Regions from separate parts of the Sus scrofa genome. Here region 2 is linked to region 1. A link is a contact called in public Hi-C data. All regions are on one chromosome and are shown on one strand. Each heading gives the region's core, a stretch centred on a gene start, on an enhancer-like site or on the middle of the called end of the contact. The rest is flanking DNA. Distances are from core to core; before and after follow the strand shown.

Evidence for each region. A called contact is a pair of places that touch in the nucleus more often than the background predicts.
Region 2: a contact with region 1 is called in a Hi-C map of liver, with 2.5 times the contacts expected there. The contact joins the promoter of NRP1 here to the enhancer-like site in region 1. A contact is called at or near these places in 1 of 5 promoter capture datasets (liver), 20 of 47 Hi-C or Micro-C datasets (alveolar macrophages, blood, brain and 12 more) and 2 of 2 datasets of contacts at active chromatin or transcription factors (alveolar macrophages and skeletal muscle).

What each region holds. Positions count from the first base shown.
Region 1 is chr10:56,292,038-56,297,872 of Sscrofa11.1, reverse strand. It overlaps NRP1 (neuropilin-1), which reads left to right. Exons shown (of 18, transcript XM_021064971.1): 14 at 3,831-3,968. Among named protein-coding and RNA genes, the nearest start is that of NRP1, 140 kb to the left of the region's middle. Within about 2 kb of position 2,067, at least 4 of the 83 cell types and tissues checked have an H3K27ac peak or open chromatin away from gene starts, as enhancers often do. A contact at or near this core is called in fetal liver and liver, where this site is marked.
Region 2 is chr10:56,426,167-56,432,415 of Sscrofa11.1, reverse strand. NRP1 (neuropilin-1) reads left to right here and starts at 1,584. Exons shown (of 18, transcript XM_021064971.1): 1 at 1,584-2,005; 2 at 3,630-4,136. The coding sequence starts at 4,064.

The DNA.
Region 1 (5,835 bases), core at 818-3,317:
AGTTAGAACTCAAACTTCTTTTATACCAAAAGGGAAAGGGATGTAGCTGGTGGTTGCAAACGTCTTAGTACAGGAATCCTTTGTTCTTGCAGCGTCCACATAAGTCTGATCATAATATTCCTATAAACCTCCAACAAGACCATTGTTATTTTCTGATCTGCACCTTTTTTTCACTATATGTGTTACACCTTTCAAGGTCAGCCTTGAGAATGGGCTGTTCTGTGAATTTCAGGCTATAGGCAGCATTCTTTTATAAAAGGTGCAGAGCCAGCATGCCCAAGCACAGGCAGCATACCAACAAGGGCTGGAGCTAAAGGGATAGATCCAAAACGGAGTCAGGTTTGTTATTCTCTGATGCAGAACCACAGGGCTTACCAGTAGGGGTGGTCTGGCTCACAGTCACCCCAGAGCCCTTTCCAGCTCAGCTTGGTTTCCTATTTTCCATTGCCCGAGTCATGAATCTGGTTCCCAAGGTCTTCATTTGTGAGTAGTGAACTGTCTGACTTCTTTGAGGAGTTCTGTTCACTGTCACCTCCTGGCTAAGCCAATGCTTAGGACTTGAGTGTGTGTGGAGTCAGAGGCCAGGTCTGACTGAGGTGTTCACCCCGTGGAGAACAGTACCCACCTGCTGATACCTGGATCCCCCCTATCCTGCAGGCACCTTGACAAGCAGCAGCAAATCAGACCCTAAATTGTCCTCATCATCTGACTTGCTGAAGCCACTAGAGACTCAATCAGAATCTGAAGATTTCACATTGAGGATTCTTCTCAATATATTATATATACGGGGCATGTAGTATATATATAACATTATAGGGGGCATATAATATTCATATACAGTCTGGGTTGTACTTAGATGCATAAAAGTCTGTTGATGCTCTGCCAGGAACTGATGAGAAGCCCTGCATTTTAAATCAAGCTCTGCCTGGTGGGTGAAGCCTCTTGCCTTCCAAGGATCCTCAAACATTCCATGGAATAGTTCAGAGTCCGTGTGTGACCTCTGGTGACATGGACCTGGGCACCTCCACGTATTCCCCCTGAAAGACCAGCCTATGAGTAAGCGAGCACACATACTCCGTAGAAGTTCTAAAGACCAGATTTGAAAATCAAATCCTTGTGCATATACAGTGCTAATGATCTAATTGCAGGCAAGCTAGATCCACCAGGCACAGCCAGTTCTGGCTCACAGCAGCTATCAATTTGTTTTAAGTTCAGAATATTGTTTCCTGCTATTTTTAAGAGTCAAGAGGGGATTTAGCCAGATTATTCCCAATGAATTTAATGAGAACTGTGCAGCCACAGGGCCTGGGTACTCTTTTGAAGATTGAAAGGTCACACACACGTAGTCCTGTATATTCATTTCATTGCTCTTTTCTCTTTTCTTCTCTGCCTATCTCCCCCCCCCCCTTCTAGAAATGTTTGTGTGTATTTTCAGTTTTCAGTAGTCTTTTTAGCCAGGCTTGAATCTTCAGCTGTGAGCTACTCTGACTCCACCCCTGTCTCCACAAAAGACACTGATTTTTTAAAAAAATTATTTTAATTTAACAAGATTGCCATAAATTATATGATTGGAACAAGGAAATAAACGAGTGGTGAAATACAAAAAGTTAGAGCAGATCATCATGTTAAATTTATAGATTGGAAAGAAGCAGTAGAAGGTAAAGCCTGATTTCCATTCACTGGAGCAGGAGAAATGCCTGAATTCCTCCTTCAGGCAAAGCTGTCCTCTGTCCTGGCCATTACAAAAATACCCAAGTTCACATACTTTATGATATCACCAGAAGAGTAATAGCCAACTCATGGATGGTGTGGTTTTCTATAAATTATATAATAAATTCAATGTATTGACAAGGCCAATATAACCAGAAATGTGTATGCCGTAATGGCCCACTGCCCTCCTCTTTGTACATGTCCTATAAATGACATTTAAGGAGCAAACCCCAAACCACACACGTAGTCGCATTTTCCAATATTAACATTCTCTAATATGAGATTACACAACACCACATTCCGGGACCATGGGTGTTGACATCCAGAGTTCAACCATTCTTCAGTGTCCAGCTGACCACACTTCATCTCCTGGATTCAGTCTTGCTGCACAGAAGGGGAGCAGATTTTGGAGAGGGTTTCTCACGCTTTCAAAAGTCCTATTTTACGGTTATGATGGACTAGACATGGAGTATATCTCTCCAGTGACACTATTGCTGTGAAATACAGCCCTTTGCACTAACTGAAAATGCTCACATTATGCACATCAGGTGGCTTTGCTGGGTTTCCCTTCCCCAGCTGGCCTTGTGAACCCTTTGGTGGGTCACACTGTCATTGGGAGGGAGAATCCATCCTGCTAGATTTTGATCATGCATATCGTGCGCCTTCCTTCCAAGTTTCACATTAGCATTTGAAAAGAGTTCCTCGGAAACCGAGAAGGCAAAGTAAATCATCCTTATCTGTTCAATACATCTTTCCATTGAAACCCCCCTCCCCCGCCATTGTCGGGGTTGGGGAGGGGCAGTGGAACCCAGGCTCCAGAAGAAAGCAAGATCTTTGTGTTAAACACTTAGACGAAGTTAAAGAAAAGATCAAAACGAGTTAGGCTTCTCAACCTGATGCTAATACAGCTTATAATACATACTTCCCTTACTGTACAGGGAGATTGTTTGGAGACTTATTCTTTAGATCAGTTGGCAAGCTGCCCTGGGCACCTTTGTCCCCGTTTCAATGCTGCCATCTCGTGGACGCCTGAACTCAGTGAAAAGCATGACCCTCCCTCATTAGAGAAAACAGCCACTGTCATGTGTTTATTTTATGGATGGAAGAGTGGGACCGACAGGAGCCGGAGAATTTTATCTTTAGGATTATTTTCATTGTTAGCTCAAGTTTACCCCCCAAAATTCCCAGCATCAAAGACTTCATTTTCCCCATCCTTAAAAAATTAAGCTACTTTCCCAAAAAGGGAGTTCAGTAAAAAATAAGGCTATAGAGGTTGCATAAAAATCTCACAATCAAATAGCACCTTGTAGGTAGAACACAAAAGGCAAATCATTCCTGAGAAGCCATTCATAATTTCTTCTTAGATTCCAAAGGAAGCATTTAGAAGGTTAAAAAAAAAAATACAAATGGGTACCTATTCAAATATGCTCTGGCTTTACTGGACCTTGCATTGAGGTTTTAAGTGGAGTGAACAATTTCTATGCAAATCTGAAAATTCACTTGAAAAGCAGAGACTTACACTTGAAATTAATTGACCTGATATAAAGCACAGAAGTAAAAAATAATCTCATGAAATGCTTCAGTGATCTGACAGTAAAATCCTGGAGCCTATGCTGGTGTGGCGAGAATACAGATAACCTCCAGGGTGAGATATTCAGCCAAGTCACGTTTCTAGATTTTTGAGGTTCACGGGTCAGTCTCTAATTAAGATTCTTTTCGTTGGTGGATATCAGTTTATATGACTCATCCTCAAGAACAGACCATCTTTCATATTAAATATTGTGGAAACGGGGCGAATGCTGCAGATGTCACAGGCAAGCTTTGCAAGGGAACCTTCCTGGAAGTTTTATGTAAAACCCAAGTTGACAGGCAGTCCATAATCTTTTGGGAGCTGGGTTTAAAAAAAAAAAAAATTACTAAATGTGATTTTGCAAACCTTTTGACATCTCCATGCATCTTTTGAGTTTCCTGGTAACGTTGGATTTTTGGATTTCCCAGAATTTAAACAGATATTAAGTTACATAAATCATGCTTTCCATAAACAAATTAAGGGCCTTTCTGACCTAAATCATTAAATCTGTCTTCCTCTGCTTGTCTCCATTTTTCCTTTCTACCTGCAGAGTTTCCAACGTATGGTTTTAACTGTGAGTTTGGCTGGGGTTCTCACAAGACCTTCTGTCACTGGGAGCATGACAGTCACGTGCAGCTCAAATGGAGCGTGTTGACCAGCAAGACGGGGCCAATTCAGGATCACACAGGTAAGGAGGGTTCACTGTGGCTCATTTCTTTGAATTAGAGAAAGTGTTACTTTGGGCAGTTTCCGGGGTCTGCAGTTTCAGGGGTTTAGAAACTACTACAGGAGTTCCTGTTGCAGTTTAGCAGGTGAAGCCCCAATGATGTCTCTGTGAGGACGTGGGTTTGATCCCTGGCCTCGCTCAGCGGCCTGAGGATCTGGCGTTGCTGTAGCTGTGGTGTAGGCCGGCAGCCACAGGTCTGATCCCCCCCTAGCCTGGGAACCTCCATATGCTGCAAGCGCGGCTCTAAAAAAAAAGAAAATGCTATAGCATATTTGCTTACATTTTTATTTTTCTGTAATTAACAAGATGCCCTTCTCTAGTGGAGATTCACGTAGGTCACCGAATAGAGAGTGCTGATTAAATTTGGCAACTGATTGACATCTCTGGAAAACAGCAGACTGGGCACATCAGTGTGTATGAATTAGTACCTGTTTTCTACCTTTTCTAAACGTTTTCAGATGTACTCAAAGGTAGAAAAACAGTGAAAGGACCCTCCACGTACATAGCCTAGCTTCCACAATGATTAAATCATAGGACTCTTATTTTATCTCTAGCATCCTGACGCTGGATTGTTTGGAAGCAAGTTGGGACATATACGGTATCATTTATTTTATGGCGAAAGAAACAATAAGTGAGCCTAAGGCTGACCTTTTTGACCCTTAAGTGGCAGTGAATTGGAGTGGGGTGGAGCTCTTGTCCCTTTGAGGAAGATTCTAAAACTAGCCCATTCCCTCCGAACAGGTAGAAGTCTCACCACACCCCAGCTCACAGCCCAGTCCCCCTCCTGTCTTAATTTCTTCTGAGATGAATTAGGGTTGGGGGACAGAGGGGAGTGGTCAGCCACTCCAGGGGACCTCTTTTATCCACTGCCGTCCTATTTCTTCCCGGTCATTTTAACACCCATCTGGGGGTGTGGTATAAGGAGCCCGGAGTGGTCTATAGAGAACACACATGTGCACACACACACTCACAAAAATACCCAGCCTGCAGACTTCTGCCCTCATCAGTGACACCAACAGGGCTGCTCACTCCGGTCGTGGCTTCCCACATGGGACCCCAGAGGGGCCGGTGCTGAGGCTGAGAAATGTCAGTAAGGCATGGTGCGCCATGCTGCCGTTGGGGATGAGCAGGCCAGGGGGCTGGTGGGCAGGCAGAGGGTGCTTGACGCCTTGCCCACTTTGCTGCTCGTGTTTTCCTGGCCATTAAGGAGGTTGAATAGGCCTCCTTCCACCACAGCTCCCTCCTTTCCTAATGAGAATGACAAGGAAATTGGATAAAATTGGACTCCTTCAATTCTGAGACACTTTCCATTGAGGCTTAAGACAGGCAGTTTCAGAAAACTTAAAATACTTTGACTGTAAATGGCACTGTACATATAAATGGCATCAAATTAACCAAATGCAATTAGCTGCAATGAAGGCAGTAATGGTGGAAAAATTGATGCAAAGTGAAGCAAAGTGGCTCAGTCGGATCTGACATTCAAAGAAGGTTAAAAGCTACGTTAGCCAGAGACAAAAGCTAAAAGGCTTGCCGAAGTACAGTGCTAATTGAGAAAACGGAGAGAAAGTTCCCGACCCAGAAGTGCGAGAAAACCCCCGAAAGGAACAATATCAGCGCTTTAGGTGTTGGCGTGTCGGGAAAGGCGGGCTTGTCTTAGACTAACGGCTGAGGAGTGTGATTCCTTCAGGGGGATTTGTCTCCTTTGTCTCCCAGACACCCCGGTTTACTCGGCAGTGGTGCCAGCTGCCAGGTGCCCCCCACCCACTAGAAAGAGCCCCCGCAGCCCTGGACGCACAAGCTCAAGAGAGGTGGGTGAGGACGAAGTCTG
Region 2 (6,249 bases), core at 335-2,834, 140 kb before region 1:
ATGTCTAATACCAACAAATCTTTTGAATCTATTCACATATGTCAAAATTTAGCATTGTCTTCCTACATCTTGTTATCAAACAAATGTTCTGCATTCCAGAAAGTTTACATTGTAACTTTGTTTTAATTTTTAGATGACTGTCTTTTCTCCAACATTTGAAGAATTTTCAAGGTACCTTTTAAAAGGCCCAAAATGAAGGATCAGAAAGTAAAAGTTTATTTGTTCATTTTCTTCTTTCCTCTGCCAGTCCAAATAAAGGAGACAGCTCTACATGAGGTCCAAGACACCCCTTGAACAATAGAGTCATTTAACAGAAGTGCCATTTTTAACCAAAATCTTTTGAATAATGGGAAATTAACCTAAATTCCAATTTTTAATCTTTTCTGTTTCACTTCTTTCATTTTTTACATTTCAGATGTAGGTTAGCTCCTACTAAAAATATGCTGAAATATGTGGATTTGATGCTTTAAAAAAAAACTTGACTAAGATTTGATATAGTTCTGAAATACCAACCTGCATCTCCATATGCACCAACCTGAAATACTTTGAGGAAGTTAGTGGCTCAAACAGCCTTCTGGGAGCAGTGGATCTCACCTTATTTCTGACAAATTGATGAGGGCTTGATGAAAGAAACCATACATTTACCACCCAGTCTGTTCTTAATGATGGGCCTAGGTCCCAGCCCAGCTCAGGCTTTCTTCATGTAATAACCCCTTCCTGGGAGTCCACGGAGCAGGGCATCGCCCATCCGAGGCCTCTGCCTGGCATCTGGGAAGTATGGTGATCCATCTGCCCTTTAGTGGAACAGGGTCCCACCTGGTCTGGGATTTGTGATGGTGGGAAGAGTGATGTGCTCAGGAGACCAAAATCAAATCAACCTAGGAAGACTGCCAAATTCTTCCTCTGTCTATAACTTACCCTCACATATAGGTCGGTCTGTCTCCCTTGCCGGGAAACTGCAGAAATCTAAAACTGACCCTTTTCGGCACTTAGTGGGATCCAGCAGCAGAGGAAAGAGGTTGTTAGCAAGGACAATTTGCTCCGTACCAACCCACTAGCAGGCAATTATCAATCAGTGCGGTAGGGCTCCCATTACCCAGCACTACGTGTGTAAACTCCGGAGTCGAGAAAAGCCTCAGATCAGCTAAGACCAGAAAAATCAGAGGCATAACTTAAATACGATATTTCCCCCAGAGTACATACTGCGTGTCTTGTTAGTTGGTTGGAGAAAGGCTGGCAAAATGCTCAACGAGTGAGCAAGAAAAGAGACAAGGGTTTTCTGCGCCTGGGCCCGAGGGAGGAGCCTATCCCTGGGAAAGGCGGGAGGGCGCGGGAAGGCGGCGAGGGCGAGGTTGCCGAGCGGGGGTAGTGCCTCCCTGAGTGCAAGGTCTGGTGACTTTGTCAGCCTGGTGGGTACAGGCTGGGAAATGCACACTCAGCAGGGAAAGGGGAAGAGAGATTGGCGGCAGTTTTCTAAAAACAACACAGCTCAAGTCTTCGCCTATGCCCCCTCGCTCACCCCGCGGAGGCAGCGACGGGTCAAAACCGGTCCCCGGTGCGCGCGTGGCCGCGTAGTTCCCACTAGGAAGGGGGTGGGCGTCCGTGACTCCAGGACGCCCCCGAGCTGTGCCGCCGGCTTTCCTCTTCTCTGTCGACCCGCCAGGTTCGGAGAGGCGCCTCTCCCTCCGAGCCTTGGGCTGAGGTCGCCCGGGGTCGCGCCAAATCTGATGACGCCGCTCGTCCCGAGCAGCCGGGCACTGGGACTGGCGGGGGTGCTCCGGGAACTGAGAGGAAGGCTGGGGGGAGGCGTCGCGCGCCCGCGGTCGCCAAGCGCCTGGGCTTCCCTCCGCGGCGCCGGCTCCCCCGGGTCTGCGCAAGGCGCGACTGGCGCCCCCTCTCGCCCCGCCACTGCCCCTTCCGCTCCACCCCGGCGTTGGACTCCCGGCCTAGTTCAGCCACCTTCCCACCCGGCGTGGGGGTCTCAGAGCAGAGCAGGAGGAAACCGGTGAGGGCGAAAAGGCGCTCGAGAGGGAGGGCGACTCGCAGCACCCAGGGGGCTGGTCTCCAACTTGGAGGCGGGGACTTCCCCGGGCGCAGGCGGCGAACCCGGGGTGCAGCTCCGCGCGGCCAAGGGCCCGCCTGCGCCCCAACCAGCGCGCGTCACGGGCGTCCAGCCGCGACCGCCACCGCCGAGCCCTAGCTTGGGGCCCGCGCGCCCTGGGCTGCCTCTCTCCCTTCCCGCCCCCAGTTCTTCCGCCAAAACCTTTGACCAGGGTCTCCTTGCCAACATTCCTAAATCTTTTTTTTTTTTTTTTTTTTTTTTTTTTGCCAGCTCTTTGCGCCAGGTAGGAATAGGGCTCTGCTTTGGGGTGTGCACAGAAGCGCGGTTTCCAGAAGGTGTCTGACCTTTTCACCTTCCCTGCGAACTCCTCCGCGGGCATCTACCCCTCTCAAGGGCCTGATCTGCGGCCAAAACCTGTTTGTTCCCTGAGATGTCCTTGCTATTCATATCCGCAGAGGCTTTCTGCAGCAGTTCCCGGAAAGTCCTCGGGGATGGAACTGGGGGGCATCCAACCCACAGTGAGGACGCGCCGCCTTAGGAGGCGGGGGTGGGCAGGAGCTGGAGGGCCGGCGTGACAATGGCCTGTGGCCCGAGCGGGCGCCGTGAGAGTCCTGCCAAGAGCAACTCCCGCCCCCGTTCTCGCTGGTCCGGGATGCACACAAACCGCGGCCACCGGACCCCTAATTTCCAAACCCGGAGCACCTGGGTTCTCAGTCAGAAGGCTGGGCGGGGTCAGGCGACGACTGCCCCCTAGCTGGAAGGCGCATTGCCTCCTACCCTGTGGCGTCCCCTCTGCCCCGGAGGAGAGGGCACTGTATCTCGGGTAACAATGGAGCCCGCGGCGCGCGACGGGCACCCGGGCACGCCAGGCGCCCAGCCGCGCGCCCCGATACCCAGTAGGGAAGCCGGGTGGTTCTGCAGCCCAGCCTCTCCCGCGCGAGTCTTCTGACTCGGCTCTACGTGGCAGCAACACGGGGTGCGTCCCCCACCCCAGCCGAGGTTTCCCCAGCCCCTTAGGGACTCGCCCACAGAGCCCGGGGCGCCCTGCTGCTCCTGCCCCAGGTCACGACCCCGCCGCCGCGAGCGCCTCCCGGGGGTTCGGAGTTGGGAGAAGCCGCCACCACCTCCCGGGCGCGCCGCCTGCCTCGGCGGCAGAGCCCGAGATCCTGGGCGAGCTGCTCAGCTCTCCCCTGGAGCCCGAGCGATCACGCCGAGGTGGGCTAGCCCGACCCTGGCGCTGCCAAGACCTCGAAGCCCCCTCCCAAACACACCCGCTCTCCCGCCCTGGGCAGATCCCCCGGCGTCTCCCTTCACCGGGGAGAGCCCTGCAGGGCCTGCGGAGAGACGGACAGACGGATGGGGAACGCACACGGAGGGAAACTTGTTCCTCCGGGTCTCCTGTCAGGCAATTGCTGGCGAGCCCGTGCGGGGAGAGGGGCGGGAGGAAGGGAGGGAAGGGCTCCAGAAGGGGAGGGGGCGGAGGAGGTGGGGGAGGCGGGGGTGCAGTTGGTGAAACTCCTCCGTCTCCCGCTCATCTTTTCATTGCTTGCTCCTCTCCTCCGTGCAGACACCCCGGACCTCCCCTGGGCGCCAGCTCCTCGGCCCCAACGGGTCCAGAAACAAGCCGGATTTTTTTTCTCTCTTCTTTCTGGAAATTGGCGTTGGTGTGTGTTTCCCTACCTCCCTCTTCCCCCCTCCCACTCCCCCCTTTTTTTTGAGACATGGCCCGGGCAGTGACTCCTGGAAGAGGAACAAGTGTGGGAAAAGAGAGAGGAAACCGGAGCTAAATGACAGGATGCAGGCGACTTGAGACACAAAAAGAGGAGCGTTTCTCTCGGATCAAGGCAGTGCCTCGCCGCTTTCCTTTCTCCAAGACGGACTGAGGATTTTACAGCTCTGGGCGGAGTGGAAACGCTCCGGATTGTGGAGATCGCCCCGGCGCTCTGTTTTCCCCGCACGTTCGGTTCTCCCGCGCCTGCCCGAGGACCCGGCGAAGGGAGGATGGAGAGGGGGCTGCCGCTCCTGTGCGCCGCGCTCGCCCTGGCCCTCGGCGCGGCCGGCGCTCTTCGCAACGGTAAGTGACAGGCGGAGGCGCGCGGCCGCGGGGGTGAGCCCGGCTCCGGCTGCCTGCGTCCGGCCGCCGGACCCGCGCCGAGCTGCCTGGATCCACCGGGAAGAGCGGCTTCCCGCGCGAAGGAAACTTTTATCCAGGCGGAAAGAATAAAGAAATAAGGTCTGTCGGTGGAGGGCAGGGAGATTGCAAGTGCTCGGGCTCCCTCCTGAAGTTGGTTGTTTGGCTGCGGGGCTTTTCCTACCTCTGCTACACGGCAGAACTGCCTACCTTGCCATATCAGCACACCAATTATCTTAATAATGTTTCCTCCCAAAGGCAATTAGATGAGACTCCCTTTCAAAAATCTGATGGCTGTTGAAAGTTAATGAACGAACACTTTACCGGGAGAACTTCCTGGTTCTCTGGCAGCTCCTCCGAACTGTTTCCTCTAGTGGGTGCCTGCAGGAGAGAGCGGTTTGCTGGTGGATGGAACTCCCTCCTCCGCTTTTGCAAATCGGCCGCGATCCATCTGGAGTATGAATGAAAGTTACAGCGTGTCAATAAAGGAATCCGATATATACAGTGCTAGGCACCAGGATATCTGAAAATCCCTAACCTAGTTGCAGCTTCCACTTAGCTTTTAAAACCACTCACTGTTAAGTAAATGGAAGACCGTGCTGGGTTATAAACAGTATCCCATAATCTAAATAATGTGTTTAAAAATGGGATCTGGTTGTAGGCATGTTTGACTTCCACTGTAACGTTGGTGGAGGAAGGGGATGGCATTATCTTTACAGGGAGTCTTCTGCAATTATTATTAACTAATTATCAAATATTTACTTTTGTCTGGCTTAGATTTCAATCAGAGTAATTAGAAGGAAAGACCCTCCGCCACTTAGCCACTTACGGTAGTGTGTTGTTTTAATAAGAGACCATGAGTGGAGGGGTTCAGGCCAAATCACATCTTTAGGGTGGAAGTTAATCTCTAATATGCTTTTAGGAGATTTCCGATTGAAGCAATAGATTTCCCCCAACAGCTACCAAGCAGTGTTCCAGAAGATATGCTTGGAAAATACACACACACACACAATTGTGAATGTGGAGTTCAATTTATTAATGAACCTGAGTTGATGGCATCGTTCCATAATCTGGCAGAGGATGAAATAACAGTCGCCTCCAATTGAAAGAGCTCAAGTGGTAAGACTTTAGAAATCGCAGTCACCCAACCTCTGCCCTCCACAGCTCCGGAGATGAAATTGGTGGAGGTGTTCATAGGATGGATTTGAAACCTAATGCAAACAGCTTTCAGACTTTAGGTTGTGAACTCTGTGTGTGTGTGCGTGCACATATATAAGAAATATATGTATTTCTTAATTTTCTTAGCAGCAGTCTGGGGAATGTTAAGAGCCTGCACTTCAATCAGTGCCTTGACTGGTTAAAACCATGTTGCTGTGCCTGCCGTGAGCAGAGCCAGCTAATGCCTCTGTAACTCAGCAGACCTCTTCAAGCCATGTCCACCTCCTCCGAGGACCAGTGTCTGCTAAATTAATTCATTAACCTTATTTAGGACTAATGGTCCAGAATCATTAGAAACTGCTCTTTCTTAATCAACTGTTAGAGAGATTTAACAGAGCCAGGGAGTCTAGGAGTCCGCATTATCTTATTACACTGTCACTTTCTCAGAAGTCACAGATTAAAGAGCTCTGGGGTGGTACGGAGTCCACCTCCACGTCTTCTGAAGTGACTCTGTCGAGTGGCTACAAGCAGCGCTGTTTTATTTCACTCCTCTAACAGATGCCAGACACTGCCATGATGTTTGTCCAGAGCTGGAGGAGACTTAATGAGATGGAGGTCACTTTCCAAGTTTTCTGCACATTTAAAATAATGCAAGAGCCTTGGCAGAATCACATAACAGAGGCCAGTATGATCATTAGCTGAGATTCTGAACTCCAGTTACAACAGCACTTCTTCTTGGCAAACCTTAAGCTTCTAAAAGCCAAGGCAGAGGAAACCCAGTATAAAGCTACTCCCAGTGTAAAAAATCTAAAAAAAGTCAAAAACATCTAGCAATCGAGAAAAACAATATAGTTTATATTGTCTCCTTTTTAATTTATGGGAAATGATTTCTGTAATG